5 separate regions of the Mus musculus genome follow, and regions 1, 2, 3 and 4 are each linked to region 5. Evidence: chromatin contacts called from public promoter capture Hi-C data. All regions are on one chromosome and are shown on one strand. The core of a region is the stretch at or near the end of the contact, and the rest is flanking DNA. Distances in the headings are between cores, read along the strand shown. Region 1 holds the start of 1700120B22Rik (RIKEN cDNA 1700120B22 gene). Region 2 holds the start of Ppa1 (pyrophosphatase (inorganic) 1). Region 3 holds the start of Sirt1 (sirtuin 1). Region 4 holds the start of Dnajc12 (DnaJ heat shock protein family (Hsp40) member C12). Region 5 holds the start of Ddx21 (DExD box helicase 21).

What was found. Promoter capture Hi-C pulls out the DNA fragments that hold promoters and counts their contacts. Capture Hi-C pulls out chosen DNA fragments and counts their contacts.
Region 1: a contact with region 5 is called in a promoter capture Hi-C map of adipose tissue, with 3 times the contacts expected there. The contact joins the promoter of 1700120B22Rik here to the promoter of Ddx21 in region 5. A contact is called at or near these places in 4 of 39 promoter capture datasets (cranial neural crest, liver, pre-B cells and 1 more), 2 of 115 datasets of contacts at active chromatin or transcription factors (bone marrow-derived macrophages and effector CD8 T cells) and 2 of 9 other capture datasets (adipose tissue and pancreatic islet).
Region 2: a promoter capture Hi-C map of pre-B cells shows a contact between it and region 5, with 2.9 times the contacts expected there. The contact joins the promoter of Ppa1 here to the promoter of Ddx21 in region 5. A contact is called at or near these places in 2 of 39 promoter capture datasets (pre-B cells and stem cell-derived epiblast-like cells).
Region 3: a contact with region 5 is called in a promoter capture Hi-C map of pre-B cells. The contact joins the promoter of Sirt1 here to the promoter of Ddx21 in region 5. A contact is called at or near these places in 5 of 39 promoter capture datasets (the C10 cell line, cranial neural crest, hippocampal neurons and 2 more), 4 of 115 datasets of contacts at active chromatin or transcription factors (astrocytes, bone marrow-derived macrophages, embryonic stem cells and 1 more) and 2 of 9 other capture datasets (adipose tissue and liver).
Region 4: a promoter capture Hi-C map of liver shows a contact between it and region 5, with 3 times the contacts expected there. The contact joins the promoter of Dnajc12 here to the promoter of Ddx21 in region 5. A contact is called at or near these places in 3 of 39 promoter capture datasets (hippocampal neurons, liver and pre-B cells), 4 of 484 Hi-C or Micro-C datasets (CD4 T cells, erythroblasts, pro-B cells and 1 more) and 1 of 9 other capture datasets (liver).

What each region holds. Positions count from the first base shown.
Region 1 is chr10:63,240,967-63,245,429 of GRCm38.p6, reverse strand. 1700120B22Rik (RIKEN cDNA 1700120B22 gene) reads left to right here and starts at 1,277. Exons shown (of 2, transcript NR_166111.1): 1 at 1,277-1,543; 2 at 2,166-3,199. Herc4 (hect domain and RLD 4) reads right to left here and starts at 1,633. Exons shown (of 25, transcript NM_026101.4): 1 at 1,267-1,633; 2 at 1-12.
Region 2 is chr10:61,646,139-61,650,649 of GRCm38.p6, reverse strand. It overlaps Ppa1 (pyrophosphatase (inorganic) 1), which reads right to left and starts at 2,029. Exons shown (of 11, transcript NM_026438.4): 1 at 1,859-2,029. The coding sequence starts at 1,922.
Region 3 is chr10:63,337,188-63,341,409 of GRCm38.p6, reverse strand. It overlaps Sirt1 (sirtuin 1), which reads left to right and starts at 2,375. Exons shown (of 9, transcript NM_019812.3): 1 at 2,375-2,845. The coding sequence starts at 2,440. RefSeq lists a promoter at 1,811-2,439.
Region 4 is chr10:63,385,200-63,389,519 of GRCm38.p6, reverse strand. It overlaps Dnajc12 (DnaJ heat shock protein family (Hsp40) member C12), which reads right to left and starts at 2,957. Exons shown (of 5, transcript NM_013888.3): 1 at 2,745-2,957. The coding sequence starts at 2,822.
Region 5 is chr10:62,600,814-62,605,095 of GRCm38.p6, reverse strand. Ddx21 (DExD box helicase 21) reads left to right here and starts at 2,798. Exons shown (of 15, transcript NM_019553.2): 1 at 2,798-2,968. The coding sequence starts at 2,882.

The sequences.
Region 1 (4,463 bases), core at 28-2,527, 640 kb before region 5:
GGAAGTTCTTATCTGTAACATAAATAAAAACAATAATGGAACTTTAGAAAAAAAATAACAATTTAAAGTAGACTATTCTCATTATTTGTACTAATAAGCTATGTACAAAATTAGAAATTATCAAGTCGTAATTTCAAACAATCGACTCCATTTTATAAGTCAAAATGCTAAGGTCGAGAACTCACTCTACTAATTTAATTTTAAAACCAAATCAATGTGATTATAATACATACCTCTAGGAAAATTACTTAAAGATGAAAAACAATCACAGGACTGCTGAGTTTTTTTTCCAAACAAGACCAGGTTGGAGGCAGGGTTAACTTTTGATAGGAAAATCTATATAACTTCTGCGCTTGAAAGACATACATTAAGGGGCTGAGAGATGTCTCTTTTAAAGGATCCTGATTCAATTCCCAGCACCCACATGGCTGCTCTCTGTGTGTAACTCCTCCCAGGGAATCAATCCTACGCCCTCTACTGGCTTCCTGCACTACGGGCACGCATGGTGCACAAACAAGTGAGGGAATCCTCCATTAACATTAAAAAAAAAAAAAAAACCCTTTACATTTCTTTAAAAAGCATGGTGCATTAAGAAGCATTAATAGAAGTCAGTCTTATCCTTGCTGTCCAAAATCACCTAAATTCCTTTCGCTGAATCTGAGGTTTCAAAACATAATTTTCTTGCATTTATGTTTATTTAGAAAGTGCCGAAGCTGTCTCACTCCACTCCTATCAGAAAAAGTTTGGGACACCAAAACTCGAAAGTTCCAGAGAGTTCTGCATTGTCTTTCCCTATCTCTCTCTCTGTGTTTTCAAGGCTAGCATCAGACAGGAACATAGCTCCGATTTCAATGCGCTTCGTTTGGGTACCCTTTTTTTTTTCCTCCAAAAAGTCAGAACCAGTATGGGAAAGACGTTCTCTCGCCAGCAACAGGTAGGAGAACGCAAGGCAGTTTGGTTTCCTCTTTCTCTGACCATGCACCTCACGATCAGCTCCCGCGGCCCGGGGCAGAGGAATGGTCTGCACACACCCAGCCTCACGGGCCGGCCAGCCAAACTCCCGCAGCTACCTATGGGCGAGCCGGGGAGAGGGTTCACCCCACCGGGCTCAGCCCCACGGCCTCGGCCCCAGGGAGACCCTTTCCCCGAGGGCGGTGCACCACTCCGGCCCCGGAAAACGTTGAGGACGCTGGCGCCCTTCCCCAAGGCCCCAGCGGAGCTCGCCTCCGTCACACTACCCCGAACCCACGGGGGGCAACGACTCACCGGGTCTCTCAGGGCAGGGAGAGCCCTAAGCGATGGAGGACGGACGCTCCCTGGACCTCTGGGCGGCTCTCCAGCTCCCAAGACCTTCCTCCTTCAGCCGGCCGCGGCGATTACCACGGCTCCTCCGACGTCCCCGACCGCAGCTCCGCTGCCTCTGCTGCCCGGCTCGCCCGTGAAACTTTCCCAGGCTCCTCCGAGAAACGCTGCCGCCAGCACTCTCCGGACCGAGAGACAAGCCGTCAGCGACCCGGATGGAGCGGGAGGGGAAGGGCTGGCGGTGAGCAGGGCGGAGACCACGAGGGGTGGAGAGAGCTGAGGGAGAGGCTGGCGACGAGGGAGAGCCAGGCGACAAGGGAGAGGGGCGGTGGTTTCGCGGGGGAGGGGGGAGGGGAGGGGCTGGCCGGAAGTGAGCCGGGGAGCATGCGCGACCCCGCCCACTTCCCCATTCGTGCGCCTGCGCGGGAGACCTCCCAGGGTTCGTCTGATCCAGGAGCCTGCGCAGTGTTGCGGTTCCCTGCTCTAAGACGCTAATGCAGCCGGCTAGGGCTAGAAGCTGTCAAATGTATTTTCTTTCTTCCTCTTCTTCTTCTTCTTCTTTTTTTTTTTTGTTCTTGTCCGTGTGTTTTTAACAATGCTTCGGCGTTGACAAGTGAAAATTTCATTTTGGTTTGTCTTTCTGCTTGGAGGGTTTTAGCCTTTTCATAATTTTATTCTACCTTTCCTAATTTTGGTTTTGAAGTAGCAGACGAAACCATCACAAATACGGTTAGAAAAGCCGATGATGACTCATTTTAAACCCTTAAACTCATCTGAACCTAATTTGAACATGTAAGATATATTGCTAGCAATGGAGCAATGGCTTAGTCTAATCTTACTGAATGTCAACATCTTTGCTTCAGGTTCCGGAACAGTGTTGGCTCACGTTTTCAGCTAACTTCTTGGAAGATACGAGGTTAAATTACCCAAACTCTTTCACTCAGAGAAAAACAGGGCTTACAGCTACAGTTCCTGCTTCATGAAAACGAAATCCAGATTTCACAGGCCAATTTTAACATCATCTTGATACTAAATCTGTGTGTGTTGTGGTCTCAAAAAAGGACCCAGTGAATGAATGGAGGACAATTTGTTGGAACAAGAAAAAGATTTGCTCGGTAAGCCGCCAAGACCAAGAGCATGGAGTAGCTTGCTGACATTTTAACCTTTTAAACAGAGGTTCCATGCTCTCTTTATCCTTAGGAGGAAACTCCGTAGCTATCAATCTCTGAGTGTGTGTCAATCGTGAAGAAGTGGGGAGGGGCGGGGGGTAGTCCCATGCTAAACAACTGTACTGCTAGCTTAGAGTGAAGGAAGCTCAAGACCTTTCCAGCAGAGGATAGGTGTAAATAAAATGACAGCCTCATTTTAAAAAAAAGAGACCTTGAAACGCAGTTTTGAAACTGTATAGTAGTTAGTTTTACACAGCGTTATGGCTTTACTGGGTGCTTTAGCCAGCTAAGCATGGCACTAAAGCTAAGTTTGGCTGTCTTCAAACTTGTGGACCCTCCCTTCAGAATGGTTAAGATTGCAGGTGTAGGCCATAGCACCTGGCTTATACCAACCATACTAGAGCCTGGTTGTTTGTTTGTTTGTTTTGGGTTTGTTTGTTTGTTTGTTTGTGGTTTTTCGAGACAGGGTTTTTCTGTATAGCTCTGGCTGTCCTGGAACTCATTTTGCAGACCAGGCTGGCCTCGAACTCAGAAATCCGCCTGCCTCTGCCTCCCAAGTGCTGGGATTAAAGGCGTGCGCCACCACACCGGGCTGAGCCTGGTATTTTTGAATGAATGTTAACAATCTGTGTAGTCAACCACAGTACACAGGTTGGTTGTTTTTATTTAAAAGTATGTTTCAGATTAGGAGATGGTTACTGATGTGTTTATTAAAAGATAAAGAAGTATTAATATATGTTCAATGGGGGTGAGGTGAGGTGTGGGGGAGGGGGTACCTCAGCAGGCCCATGCCAAGGCATCCCTTTCCCCTGAGAGACCAGCCGCACAAGGGTAGAGTATAGAATAGAGCTTATTCAGGGCATGGGGAGGGGAGTTAGAGGGTTGTAGAGGCAGAGAAAGGAGAGAGAGAGAGAGAGAGAGAGAGAGAGAGAGAGAGAGAGAGAGGGAGGAAGAGGCCAGCCATAACTGTGTGGAGAGAGAAAGGAAGGGAATGGGGAGAGGGAGGGAGAAAGAGGGCAAGAGAGAGAGGCCAGAGAGAGCACAGGGGGCAAACAGCCTCTTTTATAGTGGGTCAGGCCTACCTGGCTATTGCCAGGTTAACTGTGGGGAGGAGCATGTATGGCTATTGCCAGGTAGCTGTGGGGTGGAGTTTAGACAGAATGCTAACAGTTACTGATTGTTCTATGTAAATTAATTTCCTGGACTACAACAAATTACCCCAAATCAAGTCTCTTAAAACAATAGAAAATTGTTGTCTTCCATTTTAGCAGTCAGAGTCTAAAAGGCGGCCACGGGCTGATTCCCTCTGGTTTTAAGGGGAGAATTTTTTCCTGTGTTTCTCTCTGGCTTCTGGTGACTGCCACAGGTCCTTGGCAAGCCTTGTGGAAGTAGATCACCCTGATTCCTTCTTCCACCTTACACTTGATGTTTTCCCCTGAATGTCTAAACTCAAGTTTCTCCTTCTCTAAGGATGCCAGCGACTGGATCAGGGCCCACATTAATGCAATATGAACTCGTTGTCTTAAAGGGATTGTATCTACAAAGATCTTATTTCCCAGTAAGATCACATAGGCTCCCTGGGGTTCAGATTGCAGACTACCACAGTATGTAAAAGAAGTATTGCAACTCCATTTTGGAGACCCTGACCTAAGTTTGAACTCAGTTGAACTAACAGGCTGGTACCTAACATTAGTTTCCAAGTTGCCCCCTCCCCCAACAAAACCTGAGCCTAGCTCCAGTTTCTAGCCTAACCCTCAACAAGACCAGTGTCTCTAGGTTATTCCCACAACAAACCTGTACCCCCCAGGTTACCAGCCCACCCCCTGCCTAACAACCACCAATGCAGAGGGGAGCAGAAACTGAGTTTATGATATGACTCCCAGCACCAGCCAATTATGTTAAAGGCCACAGGAACTTCCCAATTATATACTTAAACACCACCCCCCACTTGCTGCTTACTATAAAGTCTTGCCCCAATTTGGGGCTTCCCCA
Region 2 (4,511 bases), core at 780-3,279, 950 kb after region 5:
GCTTTGGAGAGGTGGAGGCAGGAGAATCAAGAATTCAAGGTCGGGCTGGTGAGATGGCTCAGTGGGTAAGAGTACCCGACTGCTCTTCCAAAGGTCCAGTGTTCAAGTCCCAGCAACCACATGGTGGCTCACAACCATCCGTAACAAGATCTGACGCCCTCTTCTGGTGTGTCTGAAGACAGCTACAGTGTACTTACATATAATAATAAATAAATAAATCTTTAAAAAAAAAAGTATTCAAGGTCATTCTTTGGCTATATAGTGAGTCTGAGGCCACCTTGGGCTACATATATAAGACCCTGCCTCAAAAAATAAGTAATATAAGCCAGGCATAGCCCACTGCAGGCCTTTAATAAAGGGTTTCTCTGTGTAGCCCTGGCTCTTCTAGAACTCACTCTGTAGACCAAGCTGGACTCAAACTCACAGGTCTGCTCGTATCTGCCTCGGGAATGCTGGGATTTTAAGTTTATTTTGTCTAGGGCTGTATGCATAGTTGTCCTCTGCTCAAACTGGACTTTTTTTATCTGTCTTAAAGAGATTGGAAAATGTAACATTATTTTAAATAATTATTTCTATTAAGAATGGATGCTGTCAGGTGTGATGCCTGAACCTATCTATATCCTAGTACTTGGGAGGTTGAAGCAGGAGATCTCAAGTTTAAAACCAAGCTGAGCTAAACGGGAAAACACTATGGCCTCACCCACCACCACCCTCAAAAAAAAAAAAAAAAAAAAAAAGTGGAAAAAATACTCAGAAATTTATCCTTTTTAAAAAGTGCAAAGAGCGAGAACTAGTTAAATTACATAGTGGTACTAAATTTAGTGTTTCTTAAGTTCCAGAGAGCCCATTTGATAGACTTCAGCCTAATCCAAAGTCAAGGAGTGGCTTTGCTCTCTACCCACAACCATCAAATACTTACCACCAATACATTAAATACATTAAAAGCAGTGTGTTTATTCTGCACATATAGCTTGAAGACAATTCCCAGTGACCCAAAGGGTCACTTTAAAGGACACTGAAAAACCTGAAGCCAACACTATTTCCATGGCGAAGTTTCTGCTAGGCACTCTCTGTTCATTCTTTCAGGAATGTCTGTTTGCCCTGTCCTGAGATTGCTGCCCATCCCTTCTAAATAAACACAAAGAGGTTACAAACTGGAAGGGCCTTTGCTAACAGCATCGCAAACCTCTGTTAGCACCATGAATGTATGTATATACCTACAAGCTAAGGGCTTCCAGGAGAAACCCAGGTAGCTTGCAAGCACCTATCAGGAAAAGGTGACACACGTGGAAGGCCGATCGACTCCGCCTTTCTGAGTGCAGGGCAGGGGTTGGATGCGGGGGTAACTAGTGGGTTCCGGCACCAGGGTTAAGAACCTGGCTGTTCTCCCACCAGGTCCTTAGCTAGACGTCACCTGTCTGTCTAGGGAGGCAAAGCTTTCGGTTTCCTAGAAGCACTCCCGGCCATCAGGGCTTCAGAGAAGCCTCACCACAATAAGGCTAGTGCCGGGAAGACCTGGGCCTCAGTTTCCCATCTCTTACAACACCGGGGAGGACTCGATCCTGTTCGGCACCGAATTAAGGTCTTGAGGAAATCTCTGTCCTCCAGCCGGCGATCCTGAGGACAATCCTCTTAGGCGGTCGGTATCACCTCCGGGCACCTTCTAAGGGTGACTCAGTGGTTTCCTTTCCCCATGTGGCCCAAGTTCGAATGTGTGGAGGGAGCGCTCGCGGTGGGCACTGGGATGGCGGCCCTCGCTGGTCCCGCCGCCCGCCAGAGGGAAGGGGACGCGTCCGCCCGCCCGCCCGCTCGTTCTGGAATGAATGGGCGACCCGGCCCTCGGCCTCACGCCACTCACTGAGGAAGACGCGGTACTCGAGGGTGAAGGGCGCGGCGCGCTCCTCGCTGCTGAAGCCGCTCATGGTGTCGGAGATGCACCGCCGCCGCCGCTGCACAGCCACACAACCACACAGCCCAGACCCGGAGCCGCTGTACGGAGGAGAAAGCCCGCGCCTGCGTACCACGAGCTGGCCCGCCGGTCGCCGGCGCCGTGCCTTTAATGCGTGGGGCTCGCCTTGTACCCTGCCCCGCCCCGCCCACCCGCGCAGGCGCACTCTGCGCGACGCGCCTCCTCACGCCCCGCCCCCGGTTCGCAACCTGGGCCACGTGGCAGGCGCCGGCTGCCCTCTGGAAGCGGACTGCGGGTTGGCGGCTCCGCTGGGACAGAACGCTGGTTACTCTCCTGAGGCTTGCGGGTCGCTCACCTTTGATTTCTCTCTCTCAGGTCCTGCAGAGCAGTTCCTTATCTCGGAAGGCCTTGATAAGCCACCTGTTCCCCAGGCAGTCTTGTCTTTTCTTGTTTGGGTTTCTCATAGATCTTCATCTGCCTCCCAGAAGCTGGGAGTGTGCTACCAGCCCCCCACCCCCGGCCCAGGGCCATCTTCATTAAAGTTGAGAGTTTGGCTGACTGGGCTCTGAAAACTATAGGCTGTGACTAATGTTTTCCCAAGTGGTAGGCAATGGACAAATTTGCTTTTACTAATCTCCCTGATTCAGTTTCTCATCTGAATTGTTGGGTGGGTTCTGCTTGGACCAGACTCAAGCTGATTACTCCTGAACTCCCCAGATACCGCAGATTTCTCTCCCCACTCCAGATCCACTGGGACTTGAAATTGAAGCTCTGGGAAGACCCAGGAGTGTGCACAGAACCCCTTGAGGACGTTTCTCAGGAGTAGCTTCTCGGAGCTTGTTTTCCTAGTTCTATTGCACCACCCATTGAAGTCCAGGCTGTATCCCTCAGAGTGTGCTGTGGACGTTGGGAACTTTCACAGTCCTATAAGGTTGTGTGTGTGTGTCTGTCTGTCTTTGTGTATCACAACTCTAATTATAAGCCACATATAGCGTCTCACACCTGTAGCCCCAGACCTCAGGACGCTGACTTTCTGAGACCAACCTGAGCTACGTAGTGAGTTCTGAGCCACCCCATGCTACAGTATGAGACTATCTTAAAAATAAGACAAATCTAACCCAGGAAATTATCCACATTTTTTTAAAAAGCAAATTTTAAATTATGATAGACAGAATATCTTTCTAAAATATTTCTTAACTATTTATCTCAAAGACAGTTTCCTTTCAACTATTTTCAAAACAATCTCTAATATATAAATGGAATGCATAAACCACGTATTAAGTGGAAGCCTAAGAAAGTTAATTTCTAAATTGGCACGGTGGTGTATACCTGTAGCTGCAGCACTTGAGAAGCAAAAGTAGGAAGATCATGAATTCAAGGTCATCCTTGGCCAGTCTGGACTACATGAGACTCCCGCCTCAAAAATAAATAAATAAATAAATAAATAAATAAATAAATAAATAAATAAATAAATGGTAACGATAAATCTAACATTAGTCCGTGTTCCTCCTTGTCCCTCCTTCCAGCTGCTCACTCTGCTGACACCCATTAATTTTTCAGAAGGCAACTCACTAACTTTTGAACACAACACCACAGTGTTTCAGAACATGAAGGCAATAAAAAAAAAAAAAGACAGAAAGAAAGATAGAGTAATAGCCTGGTTGGCAGTACAGTGTAGACATGAAAGCAGCAGGAATCTCTGTACAGTGAATAATAATAAGTAGATCTGGGAATATGTGAGAGGTTGCAGCTCTGACTGAGTCCCTTTGTCATCTTTTTGGTCTTTGAATAGACAGAAACAGTTTTCTTGGGAAAACCCTGATTCTCATCTTTGACTGAGTGGACAGAAGCGCCACACTGGTAATAAAAAGTAGCCACACGCACTTTCCCTCAGAGCCGGGAGAGGTGATAACGTCTCTCTGACCTCTGGACTCACACTCTATCTCTGATCCATTGAACATATTCAGAGAGCCAATCAGTCCCCTCTATAATAAAACGCCCAGCCCAGCCCCGTGCGGTTCAGATTTTTCCCTGGCTGGCAAGGGTAGTGAGCCCCACAGGCTTTGCTCTGCTCAGACACTTCCAGCACTTGGGAAACTGAAACAGGAGGATGACAAGTTCCAGGCCAGCCTTGGCTCTCTAGTAAGACCCTGTGCTGGAGGGGCCTGAGACATGTCACAAGGCAGCTTACAACCCTTCCGGGGAATCAATCTAGTGCTTGGTTATGGTTTCTGGGGTCACCAGTGTTAAGTCTCAAACAAATAGGCTGAGGTGCCTATTTAACATATCAAAGCTGACAATGGCCAGGTTCTCCCTGTATCCCTTAGGCCCTACCTTTAACAAAGTCCTCCTGGCTGGTATACACTCCACCCCCGATCTGGCTTCCTACCCAAAACTTCTCCAACCCAGACTTTCCCCAGCTGCCCCTCCTTCTATAATAACATTTTGTTACCCTTCTTCTTTGGGCCTCCAGGCTGCTATGTCTGGTTTCCCTCTGTCCCCCTCTCCTTCCCCCGCACCTCTCACACTTGGCTCGGGGTTATGACCACTCTGGACTCTCTCAGATGTCCCTGCCTCTGGCTAAACACTCCCTTTGTCTACA
Region 3 (4,222 bases), core at 1,126-3,625, 740 kb before region 5:
TGGCCTCAAACTCATGGAGATCCACCTGCTGCTGCCTTCCTAGAGCTGGGATTAAAGGCGTGTACCACTGCGGGGGACCTAAAGAATATTACTATTTATTGTTTTTGAGACAGGGTCTCACTCTACAGTTCTGTCTGCCTTGGAACTTGCTATGTAAACTATGCGGGCCTCAAATCTCCATTCTGCCTCCTGAGTGCTAAGGTTGAAAGTGTGTTCAGCCACATCCATCCTGGGCCTAAGGATTTTTAAAAATTGTTTGCATTGTTTGTGAGTGTGAGTGTGTGTGTGTGTGTGTGTGTGTATGCTCGAGTGCACAAAACACCTTTGGAAATCAGAATAGTCTGGAACTGGAGTTACAGGTGGTTGTGAGCCACCTGAAATAGGTGCTGGGAACCAAATTCAAGTTCTCTGAAAGATTATTGCATGTGCTTAACCACTGAGCTATAGCAACACTCCCAGGTTTAATATTTTAATTTTAATTATTTTTTTTTTTTTAGTCTTTGAGCCTACGTGGCCCTGGCTTGCCTGAACTTCATATGTACACCAGGATGCCTAGATTTGCCTGCATCTGCCTCAAGTGCAGGGAGTAAAGGTCTGTCCCATCATGCCAGGCTCCTGAGTCCTGTTGTAAAAGGTGTGTGCTGCCACGTGTGGCTAGTGTTTTGTTTTTGAGATAGGGTGGGATCAAATTTATTACCTAGTGCAAATGGATTTAATTTTCTGATCCTGCTGCCTCTAACTCTAAAATCTGGGGAAACCCCACTGTAATTGAACCATGTGCAATTGAGCCCTAATGATCCAAATGGATACAGGTGCTCAGAATTTCATGGTAACTAGAAAGTGAAGGGGCTTAGAGTTGTGAAGGAACTAAGGATTATTTAAAAAATTATTTAAATATGTATTTTTATGCTGGGCTTGCTGGTGTACATCTTTAATCCCAGCAGTTCAAGAAGCAGAGGCAGGTGGCCTCTGAGTTCAAGGACAGCCTGATCTACAGAGTTCCTGGACAGCCAGGGCTACACAGAGAAACCCTAACTCATAAAACAACAACAAAGAGGATTTTTATGTGTTTGGGTCTTTTGGCTCCATACATGTCTGTGTTTACCAAAAGCAGGTGTCAGATCTGAAGGTATGAGCTGTCATGTGGATGATGGGAGTCAAACCTAGGGCCTCTGCAGGAGCAACAAGTGCTGTTAACTACAGAGCCATTTCTACAATTCTAGAAGTAAGATTATTTTTTCGAGACAGGGTTTCTTTGTGTAGCCTTGGCTGTCCTAGTGAACCTCCTCCTGTCTCCTCCAGCTTGCTGGGATTAAAGGCCTGTGCCACCATCAACTGCCTAGGATTTTAAAACTAATGTCATTTACTTTAAACCTGACTAGCTGATTTCTCATGGTCTATCGTTTTAAATTTCGTTTTTGAGACGAGGTCTTATGTATTCCAGGCCTTTTTTGAACTTCCTAAGTAGTTGGAGATTACCTTCAACTTACCCTCCTTCCTCCCTCTCTCTAGGGCTTCGGGGTTGTCTGGCAAGCGTGACTTTACAACTGAGCTACAGTCTCTTTCGGTCCTGGCCCTGTCATTTTAGAGATGATTAAAAACTGGGCTTAGAAAAGGTTCAGTCAATCGCCCAAGTCACAAGAGCCCAGGCCCAATCTGACTCTTAACACAGAAGTTTGTGGAGAACCAACCACTCTCCCTTCTGTCCTCTCTCTTGCTGCCCCAAGAGATGAATTTTACCAAAGACTAAAGCGAGGTACAGAGGACCTGGTGGGTCCAGAGAGCAGATAGGGCGGGTCCTCAATCGCCAGATCTTTCCAGGAGGGCAACAGGCCCCGAGGGCTGGCTTGGGCATTCCATTGCACTTGAGAAGGGAGATTGGGAGAGAGCGCAAACTTCCTGAGGAGAGACCACAGGGGTAACCTGAGGAAGAGCTGTCACAGAGCAAGGGCAAGGCAGGTGGAGGAGTTCTCCTCAGGAAGGCCGGCGTCGGCCAGGTTGGGCTCTCCAGAGCCCCTGAGGTAAAAGCCGACTTGAGGCGAAGAGGCGCAGGCAGGCAAGGTGCACGCGTGAGGCCCAGGTGGGAAGTGGCGGCGCCATCGCAAACTTGAACCACCGCGGCGATCCCGGACGAGCAAGCGAGCGAGCGAGCGAGCGAGCGAACGGGTCGGGCGGGCGGGAGGCGCCAGAGGCCGCTGAGGGGAGCCGAGCCGCCCTGGGTGGGGCCGGGAAGGGCCCAGGCCGCGGGCGGCGCCCGGCCACGTGACCCGGCGTGTTGTGGTCCGGCCCGCGTGGGTGGCGGGAGAGGCGCGGGGGCGGGGAGGGGCGGGTCACGTGACGGGGTTTAAATCTCCCGCAGCCGAGCCGCGGGGGCGCCAGTGCCGCGCGTCGAGCGGAGCAGAGGAGGCGAGGGCGGAGGGCCAGAGAGGCAGTTGGAAGATGGCGGACGAGGTGGCGCTCGCCCTTCAGGCCGCCGGCTCCCCTTCCGCGGCGGCCGCCATGGAGGCCGCGTCGCAGCCGGCGGACGAGCCGCTCCGCAAGAGGCCCCGCCGAGACGGGCCTGGCCTCGGGCGCAGCCCGGGCGAGCCGAGCGCAGCAGTGGCGCCGGCGGCCGCGGGGTGTGAGGCGGCGAGCGCCGCGGCCCCGGCGGCGCTGTGGCGGGAGGCGGCAGGGGCGGCGGCGAGCGCGGAGCGGGAGGCCCCGGCGACGGCCGTGGCCGGGGACGGAGACAATGGGTCCGGCCTGCGGCGGGAGCCGAGGGCGGCTGACGACTTCGACGACGACGAGGGCGAGGAGGAGGACGAGGCGGCGGCGGCAGCGGCGGCGGCAGCGATCGGCTACCGAGGTGAGTCCGCGCGCGCTGCCGCGCAGCCGCGTCCCTCCGCGTCCCCGCCTGTGACCCGGTCCCAGGTTGCCCAGGGCCCCGAGAGCTCCGCGGGCTCCGCGGCGGCGGCGGCGGCAGCGGCGCAGCTCGGCCCTGGCTCGGCCGCGCGCCGCCGAGCTCGCCGGCCCTGCTGCGGAGCCGCGCGCGGACTCGCCGCTCGCCTGGGCCGCCTTGCGCTGCTGCGCGCAGTCGCCGGGACCGCGGTTCTCGCAGTTTGGCGTTAGAGTGAAGTTTTCCCTCCCTCGGTTTGGTTTCCCTCCCGATGCGCCTTTAGTGAAGTTATAGTTTTCCTCACTGCACACTTTGCTTTGCGACTTTGGGGCTGTCCCGTGGATCGACATGCGATTTCGTTTTGCAAACTGACACCTGTGTTGCTTTTTTTTTTTTTTTTCTTTTTTGGATAGACCTATGTCTTTTTTTGAAGTTAGAAATTTTAATACACCAAAGCTATTTCTTGAGACACAGTCTAAAAAATGTAAGGAAATGGCTATTCCTAAAAATGTTGCTTTTCTGCGATTGCATTTATCACTTCGATATAGAGGAGTTATAGTTGTACTGTACTTTCGTAAGTTTTCTTTTCCTTTCAAAATCATGCTCGCAACATTTTTAGATTAACAAACCTGAAACAAACCTGCTTGGTTTTGCCCTATTGACGCCAAACGTTTGGGTTACTTTTTTGTTTTGTTTTTGTAATAATGCCACTTATCGTCTTCCTGAAAAGCTTTGTACAGAATTTATCAGAGTCTGTCAGTGCCCTTGTAGATGTTTGTGGCTCGTATAATGGTGCCATGAATTAAAAAACAACAAAACGTGTTAGGGACTGAAATAGGAAATGACCCTTGATGTCAGGTATTAAAGGGGAAACAAGTCGCATAAAGTATGCTTCGTGTTCTTTAAATCATACATTTACTAACACCCAGTGGCTGAAGCAGGTAGATTGCTACTTGAAAGGGCTACGGAAAGAGACTTTCTCTGGTTGGGGCAGTGAGAACACAGCCAGGGATTGATTTTTATCTCAGTGATATTTAGAAGTAATTTCTATTTGATGCATTTCATGAAGTTGTATTTCTTTGTCCTGGGCATGGAACCCTGAGCTGCTTTTGTAGGGCTACACAGATTTTATTTGTGTGTGTGTGTGTGTGTCTTCATTTTGGATTTTTTGAGGTAGGGTCCCTGTTTAGCCCAGGCTGGTCCGGAACTCACTATTTTATATATGTCAGGCTGGTTTCCAATGTCTGTGCCTTCCAGGTGCTGGAGTTACAGATGTGTGTGCTTCTGTGCCTTTCTGGTTTTTTGTTTTTGTCTCAAGAACCTGTGTGTGTCTCACCATACAGGCCA
Region 4 (4,320 bases), core at 1,708-4,207, 780 kb before region 5:
GGATGTTCTGGTTTTTGTTTGTTTGTTTTAATTCACATCACACTAGAAGCTGTTCTGGGACTGGGAGTGGCGGCACACGCCTGTGAGCTCAGCACTTGGAAGGCAGAAGCAGGCGGAGCTCCGTGAAATTGAGACCAGCCTTGGCTACCTAGTGAGGTCCAAGACAGCCGGGGCTATGTAGAGAGACACAGTCTCAACAAACAAACAAACAAACAAAAATTGAAAAATGAAAAAAGAAGGAGGCAGAGGAGGAGGAAAGAAAAAAGGAAGCAAGGAGAGAGAGAGAGAGAGAAGCAAGCAAGCATTCTGGGGTCAATGACATGGTTCAGTGGGTAAAAGCAATTGCCACCAAGCCCGATGACCTGAATTCAATGCCCCAGACCCACATGGTGGAAGGAAAGAACCATTCCCCACAACGTGTCCTCTGACCTCTGCATGATGTGGAATGCATTATGGTACCTGTCTACGGTAGCAAACTGTAAACCCCCAACAGTGCTAACAAGTTACTGTCACTTCCTGCTTTACATTTCTCGAGTCTTGCCAATTTCATTTAAAAAAAAAAAAAATAGCTCGTATCTGTCTTTCAATACTTTACCATTTTACTGTCACAGGGTTAAACACAGACCTTCTGCAGGGCTGACCCTGAGCAAACCAGGAAAGATGGCTAGTTTGCTTTCAACATAGCCTATCTCTCTCCTGCTGTCCGTATCCCACATGCCCAGTGCTGAACGCAGACCGTGGACAGCCAAAGCCCTTACCTCAAGGTCCACTAAGCCCTCCCTTCCTGATCCAATATCTAGTGATCTGTCTGCACAGCTGCCTACCATGCCGGTGGTAAACAGAAATCATGTTTAACTTTACTCACAGTCAAATAAACCAAAACCTGCAGAGGGTGAAGGGAGGTTCAAAGACACAAACACCATGCTCTCCTGAATCTTAATTAAGTAGGTACACATTTCTAAAAGTGAATTCAAGTACACATATAATATATATTTGCAGGCATATGTAATGTGAATGAAATATACATTATATATGAAATACATAATTATATTTGTGTGTGGCATATATAATGTATATATGTGTGCATATATAATATATGAAATATATAGTGTACATATATGTTAAACATATAATGTACATATATACATGTACATATACACATATTTTTCCATATATGTGTGGAAAAACATATATGTGTGTATATATACATATATATGTATATATATGAAAAACCTCTATCTCTAGTCTTTGACCCAGAATTCTAATACTAAAAACTTGTCTACGGAGAAAATCTGAAATGAGACAAGAATTTAGCTCCACAGTGTGTGGCTTATCTAGAGAAACAGACTACCATAGCCTCAATGAAGCCAAAGCAAGGCTTAATTCAGAGTAAGAACTAAGGAACTGTCATGCAAAAGGGACTGCAGTAAGCATAGTTTTGGGGGGTTGGTTTTGTTTGTTTTATTTGGGGGATCGGCCCTTAGAATTACAGTACACAGGTCATCCATCTTGGTGTCTTAAGTGACTCTTGAACCAAAGATCTGGTCCAACCCAACATACAAAGGTTCAACGAATAAAACATAATTTTTAAATAAAAATGTATGTGTAGTAGGATATTTCTTTAAACTAATTATAACTATCGATGTTTAAAAAAAAATTGGCTTTGTGGCTAAGCATGGTGGCACATGCCTTTAATCCCATCACCTATGAGGCAGAGGCAAGTTATGTCTGTGAACCATGGCCAACTTGATCTACATGCTGAGATGGTGAGTTCCAAGCCAACTCTGTCTCAAAAACAAAAACAAAACAAAACAAACAAAAAAGTAATGCAGGCTATATGACAGAGTAAGTATCCCTACTCAGCCAAATAGAACCCAAATGCACATACATATATACATACAGGCATGCATGCATGCACATAAAACAAAAATAATAAGTCTTTAAAAGAATAACACATTTGGCTGGGCGTGGTGGCTCACGCCTTTAATCCCAGCACTCGGGAGGCAGAGGCAGGCGGATTCCTGAGTTCGAGGCCAGCCTGGTCTATAAAGTGAGTTCCAGAACAGCCAGGGCTATACAGACAAACCCTGTCTCGAAAAAAAAAAGAATAACACATTTGTCTCAAGTATATGATGTCTAAGGGAAGCATTACTTTCTTTAAAAGAAAAATCTCCCACCAGATATGACATCTAACTTGATTTGATTTGAAATTATAATGGTATTTAATACCATTTGAGGTTATAATGGTACTATAAAATCCATGAGACTTTCTCTGAACGAGGAGACTACAGACAGGGGGCCCCGCCTCCTGAGCTCTAAATCGCAGCCTTTACTTAGGCAGTGGCTCTCAACCTTCCTAATGCTGCGACTCTTTAGTACAGTTCCTCACGTTGCGGTAACCCCCAACCATAAAATTATTTCGTTGCTACTTCATAACTGTAATTTTGCTGCGTTTATGAATTGTAATTAAAAATATTTGATGTGCAGGATATCTGATATGCGACCCCAAGTCCGTAGCAACCCACAGGTTGAGAACCGCTGCTCTAAATAAATAAAAACTGTATGTGGTCCCTCTCCCAGCTAATACTTTGAAGTTCGGAGTCCTTTCCTCAAATTAACCAGCAAGCATTTTAATCCTTCACTTTCTCCGAGCCGAAACTCCTTCCAAATGGTACGAGGTTGGAGTTCCAGGAGACGTGGCTGATCTCAAAGGCGACCTGGTGAGAACCTGCAACCCTGCTTACCGAGGAGAGCTCATCGCATCCCAGCAAGGCGTAGTAGTCCTCGCTGCCCTCCGGCCTGTAGTTCAGTATCGCGTCCATTTACAGCGGATGAGTCAGTCCTCTCCGACGCCACCGACACTGTGAGCTCCGGGGCGACAGCAAAGCTCTTTACATTTCAGCAGGACTTTCCAAACCAGCGAGCACCCAGACGTCAAGCCAGCCCTTTGCAAACACAGCTTCTCATTGGCTGTTTGCCCAGGATCGAGCCTGCCATGCGGGGCTGCTGGGATCTGTAGTTTGGGGTTTGTTGTTGCTGTTGGGTTTTTTGTTGCTGTTGTGTTTTGTTGTTGTTGTTGTTGTTGTTGTTGTTGTTGTTGCTGCTGCTGCTGCTGCTGCTGCTGCTGCTGCTGCTGCTGCTGCTGCTGCTGCTGCTGGTGATGCTATTGTTTGTCGTTGATGTTGTTTTGGTTTGGTTTGGTTTGCTCTTTACTTTTTGCTTTCATTGAAAAAATTTGTTTCATACAATATATATTCTGATTATGGTTCCCCGGTCCCAACTCCTCCCAGATCCTCCCCTCTCCTTCACTCACCCAACATCTCGCCTTTTTTTTTCCCCCTTCTCTCGTTAGAAAACAAATTTTAAAAACTAAAATAAAAGAATTTAGAGAAAAATAATGGAAGAAACACATGCAAACAAAATCTATAAAATTAAAAACACGGGCTGGAGACATGGCTCAGCGGTTAAGAGCACTGACTACTCTTCCAAAGGTCCTGAGTTCAATTCCCAGCAACCACATGGTGGCTCACAACCATCTGTAATGGGATCTGATGCCCTCCCTCTTCTGATGTGTCTGAAGACAGCTACAGTGTACTCACATATATAAAATGAATGAATTAATCTTTAAAAAAAATTAAAAACACAAACTGGGAAACCATAACATACCAGCAGAAGGCCAGTAATTTTTTTTTATGCAATATAAAACAAAAAGGCTTTAAAAAATACCATTGTCAGCAACCACATGGTGGCTCATAACCATCCATAATGAGATCTGATGCCCTCTTCTGGTGTGTCTGAATACAGCTACAGTGTACTTACATATAATAAATAAATAAATCTTTTTTAAAAAATACCATTGAGTTTGTTCTGTGTTACCCGTTTCCTGCTGGGCACGGAGCCCACCCTTAAGTGTGCCTAATATACCCAGTGAGACCCCGCTACAGAGAACTACTTTTTCCTTGATGATATCAACTGAAGATGGCTTGTTGGTTAGGGATGGGAGGCCATCTCTACTTCCCCTCTCAGTGCTGGGACCTCATCTGGCTTGAACACGGACAGGCCTGTGTGTGCTCTCACAGTCTCTGTGAGGTCCTATGTGCCTCGGTGGAGTTTGAGTATTGACATGGTGATTTTTTTTTTTCCTATTAGCTAATCGGAAGTCAGTTTTGACAATTTAGTGTAAAACTGTTACTAATTTATTGTACCTCTGTTACTTGGATAGTTTTTTTTTTAACCTATTTTTTTAAGAGACAGAAGAAAATGTGAAGCAAGTTTTTAAGATTTGGTCAATTAGAAAGATACTTTTCCAAGTGTCTAAAA
Region 5 (4,282 bases), core at 1,549-4,048:
AATCTATCTCTCAGATTTCTCCGTGAGGAAGGTTGCTGATTATTCTCGCTGAGGGTTAATAGGTCTGCACCTTTGTGATGGTGAACTCTTAACTTTATAGTCAAGTCTCTACTACACTGCCTGAGTACTAGTACATTCACACCATGTCATGCTGTGTCCACAGTGTCCTGAGCAGTTTTGGGTGAATGAGCAGTGCCTGTTTTCTGCCTTCCAGAACTCAGAATCTGGTGAAATAGTAGAATATATAAGTCCAAATTCATGGCAGTGCAGTGACTAGCAAAGTCAGAGAGCAAGAGACATAATAGACCTTCACTTGGCAGAGACTGAAGAGATGGCTTAGCTTAAGACCCAGCCCCAAGGCATCCAATGCCCACTTCTGGTCTCCAAGGGTCACAGAAGGCATGTGCACAACCACAGAGACCACACACATACACATAAAACCAACAAAAGCGCTGGGAATAGCCATTTAGGCAAAAGCACAGAATAGCTAAAGAAATTAACATTCTCTAAGTATTGCTATAGTTTTTCTCTGGAGAAAACAGTGGTGAGTGAACACAAGGGCTTTCTGGGCATTGGTTTTGTTTTTTTGTTTCTTAAGATTTATTTATTTTACTTATATGAGTACATTGTAGCTATCCTCAGACACACCAGAAGAGGGCATCCGATCCCAGTACAGATGGTTGTGAGTCACCATGTGGCTGCTGGGAATTGAACTCAGGACCTCTGGAAGAGCTGCCAGTGCTCTTAACCGCTGAGCCATCTCTCCAGCCCCTGGGCTTTGTTTTCATCAGCTATTGAAAGGCTTCTTGTATCATCACTTCAAGTGTGGTGATAAGCATGTAGCTAAATGTTGGCAAGGTGCATTTCAACGATCTACCTGCTAAAGGTTACCTTTTCTATCAGTAGGGCTTCTAACAAAATTAAATAATAGCTTCTATCTTAAAAGAAAAAAAAATCTTAGCTGGGCAGGGGTGACACACAACTTTATTTTCTTTTTTCCGTGAGTATTTTGCATTTCAGCCTTCTGAGGCTCACCTCAGACCCCAAGTCCAAACGCAGTGCAGTGCTCAAGATTTGAATCCAGAGTTTCTTTCACTACACTCCGTTGTCTCCTCAAAATTAGCATACATTACAATGGATCCATTTAGAAATATCTTAGGGCCTGTGAGATGGTTCAGTCCATATGGTGTTTGCTACCTCTTGATGCAAGCTTGAAGAATTGAGTTCGATACCCAGAACTCACATAAAGAAGAGAATCGGTTTCACTTTCATTTTTCAAACTACTGTGATAAACTGTCTCCCAAGTCCCCGAATCACTGGTTCTTCAGAAGAAGTTCTAAAACGTATTACCAGTGTGGTCGTGCAAATATTTAATCCCAGCATAGGCAGATCTCTGAGTTCAAGGGCAGTCACGGGTGTACAGTGAAAGCCTGACTCAAAACGAGCATTGTCACTGATCATTCAATTGGCCTCTTTCCCTTATCCAATGGTAGTAGTAAACTCTCCAACTTAGGCATCTTTGGGAATCCATTCCTAGTCTCAAGGCCCTGTCAAGGGGCTGAGTGTGCCCTCAAACCCAGTGATAACTGTCCATCTCTTACATTAGTCTATAACAGTGGTTCTCAGTCTTCCTAATGCTGTAGCCCTTTAATGCCTCTTACGTTGTGGTGATCCCCAACCATAAAATGAATTAATTTTAGTTGTTGAGGATTTAGCTCAGCTGTAGAGCGTTTGCCTAGCAAGCGCAAGGCTCTGGGTTCAGTCCTCAGCTCTGAAAAAAAAAATTGCTACTTCAAAACTGTAATTTTGCTATTGAATCTTAATGTAAATATTTGATATATGACCACTGGTAAAAGGGTCGTTGAACCCCAACGGAGTGTCGACCCCCTTGAGAAACTTTGGTCTGTAGTGCTTGAGGACAAGCAGGGCTTGGATGTTATTAGAATCCTGTCTGTCCACTCTGGAAGCAGAGGCAGGCGGATTTCTGAGTTCGAGGCCAGCCTGATCTACAAAGTGAGTTCCAGGATAGCCAGGGCTACACAGAGAAACCCTGTCTCGAAAAACAAAACACAAAAAAACGAACCCTGTCCGTCATACAAGAATACCCGGAAGTTTATAAAGTGCACACATGAATAAAGGGCCAGACTTGTGAATTGTGGGTATTTTTTGTTGTTACTTGGGGTCGGGGAGAGAGCTGTTGAGACAATCTCATCATGTGTCGGGCTAGCCTTGAACTATGTGCACCACGCTGGACTCGATAGAGATCCATCTACCTCTGGCTCCTGGGTGCTGAGATTAGCGGCGTGCACCCCATATGCCCTGCCTATTCTGGTTCTTTTAAATTGTTCATATTGTGCAGCACGCATATGCGTGTCCTGGGTGCCACTGAGCGCGTGCACGATAAAACTGCACAGCTGGTTCTGTTTTCCAGGGATCACAAATTCAGGTCACCAGAACTGTGGTATCTCGCCGGTCCCTGAATTCCGGTGCTCACCAAAGCACCTGGGTTTATCTGTCACCACCCAGCCGTTTTCCACAGGTAGCGTACACATCGCAGCTTTTCATGGGAAAATGTTGCCAGCTGGTAATCCCAGACTCGGCAAGCGGAGGCAGCAGGGTAAGATTCAAGGCCGTTCTCCAAGTCTAGCCGTGGCGATCCCGCTGTCGTTAGACCGCGCAGAGCACCTCCACGCCGCACACACGGGTCTCACCCAAAGCCGCGCGAACCGCAGCCTTGCCGGTACACGCTACTTCCGCCGGATGCACTCCGCTGCGGAAGTGACGAATAGGCCCGGCTGAGGGGCGGTCCGCTTTCTCTGTCGCCCTCTCTCCTAGCACGCGGTTGAGGAAGCCGGTAGGCCTGAGAAGCTGCTGCTGAATAATGCCGGGAAAACTCCGCAGTGGGGCCAAGTTGGGCTCAGACGGGGCCGAGGAGAGCATGGAGACGCTGCCGAAGCCAAGCGAGAAGGTGAGCCTGGGGGGAGGGGGGTGTCCCCGAACTGGGCCGGGCCGGGAGCTCGTGGCCGGCCCTCTGACACGCCGTGTCGGCTGGTCAGGCTTGGGAGTGCGGAAGGGATTGCCGATCGCGTCACAGTGCGGACCAGAGCCGAAGACGGCAAAGTCTGAAACTTGCGCACATGGTCGGCATCTGCTGTGACACACAGACACAGTTCCCTCTTTAAAAAAGAAAAGAAAAGAAAAAAAAAAGAAAACCCAAAACAGAAAACGTGGTTGGCTAAGTGATCACCCTATTATATAGAAGGATCTGTGTGAGCACTGTTAAATCGCCTTGTCTCTTCTTAATTCCTTGCATAAAAATATTAAACTTGTGACAGTATCTATCAAAGTAGGAGGGTTCGGAAATTATCCCGGAACTCCTATGTTGTACGACTTAATTGAGTTTTTTTTTTGCTGTCTCTGTTGACTTTGAAGGTAGGAGCCTTTTAAAGGAGCAGCAGTAGTATTTGAATTAGGTGGAAATCACTGGGCGCACAGCGTTCACATCCGCGTGTTCAGCTGCCTGATGCTGAAGTCAGGAGGGAGGGACCTAGCTACGCGTTTATATTCCGAACTCGACTTACTGTTTTTCATATATGTAGTAGATAACATGTTCATGGGGCGGAGAGATTGTCCACGATACAGTATTTTTAAGATGGTTTTTGTGGTACCAGGACCAAACCTTGGGCAGCTCACGTGTTGGCAGGTGCTGTCCCACTGTAGCTCTAGCCCTTAGCCCAGCGGTTCTCAGCCTGACAGATAATCTGCAGATGTTTATATTATGATTCATAACGGTAGCAAAAATTAAAGTAACAACGGGATAATTTTCTGGTTGGGGGTCACTACAATATGAACTATTTGAAAAGTTGAGAATCGCTACCTTAGGCCATGATTTGAGAATTTAGTCCATTATGATTTAGTCTTTACTGCCTGGAACACTACTAGAGTCTATCTAGTAGGTGGCTAATAATCGGTACAAATTTTCCATATGAAAAGTTGCACATTTAAATAAAGTCCAAATAAAGTTTCACAGACGCAAATGATATATGAATTTTTTTGGTAGTTTTGTTTCATATAGTGTCTACGAGAATCCACATTGAAGTACACATTTCTTGAGTGTTTTACCATATAGAAATTTTGGAGGGAAAAGAAACCTGTTGTTGCTGTTATGAGGACACCCAAAGTTTGCTTGCTCGCTCTCTCTCTCTCTCTCTTTCTTTTCTTTCTTTCCTTCCTTCATAGTTACCTTTTGGACAGTGCTTGCTCACTGATACTGTGTGTGTGT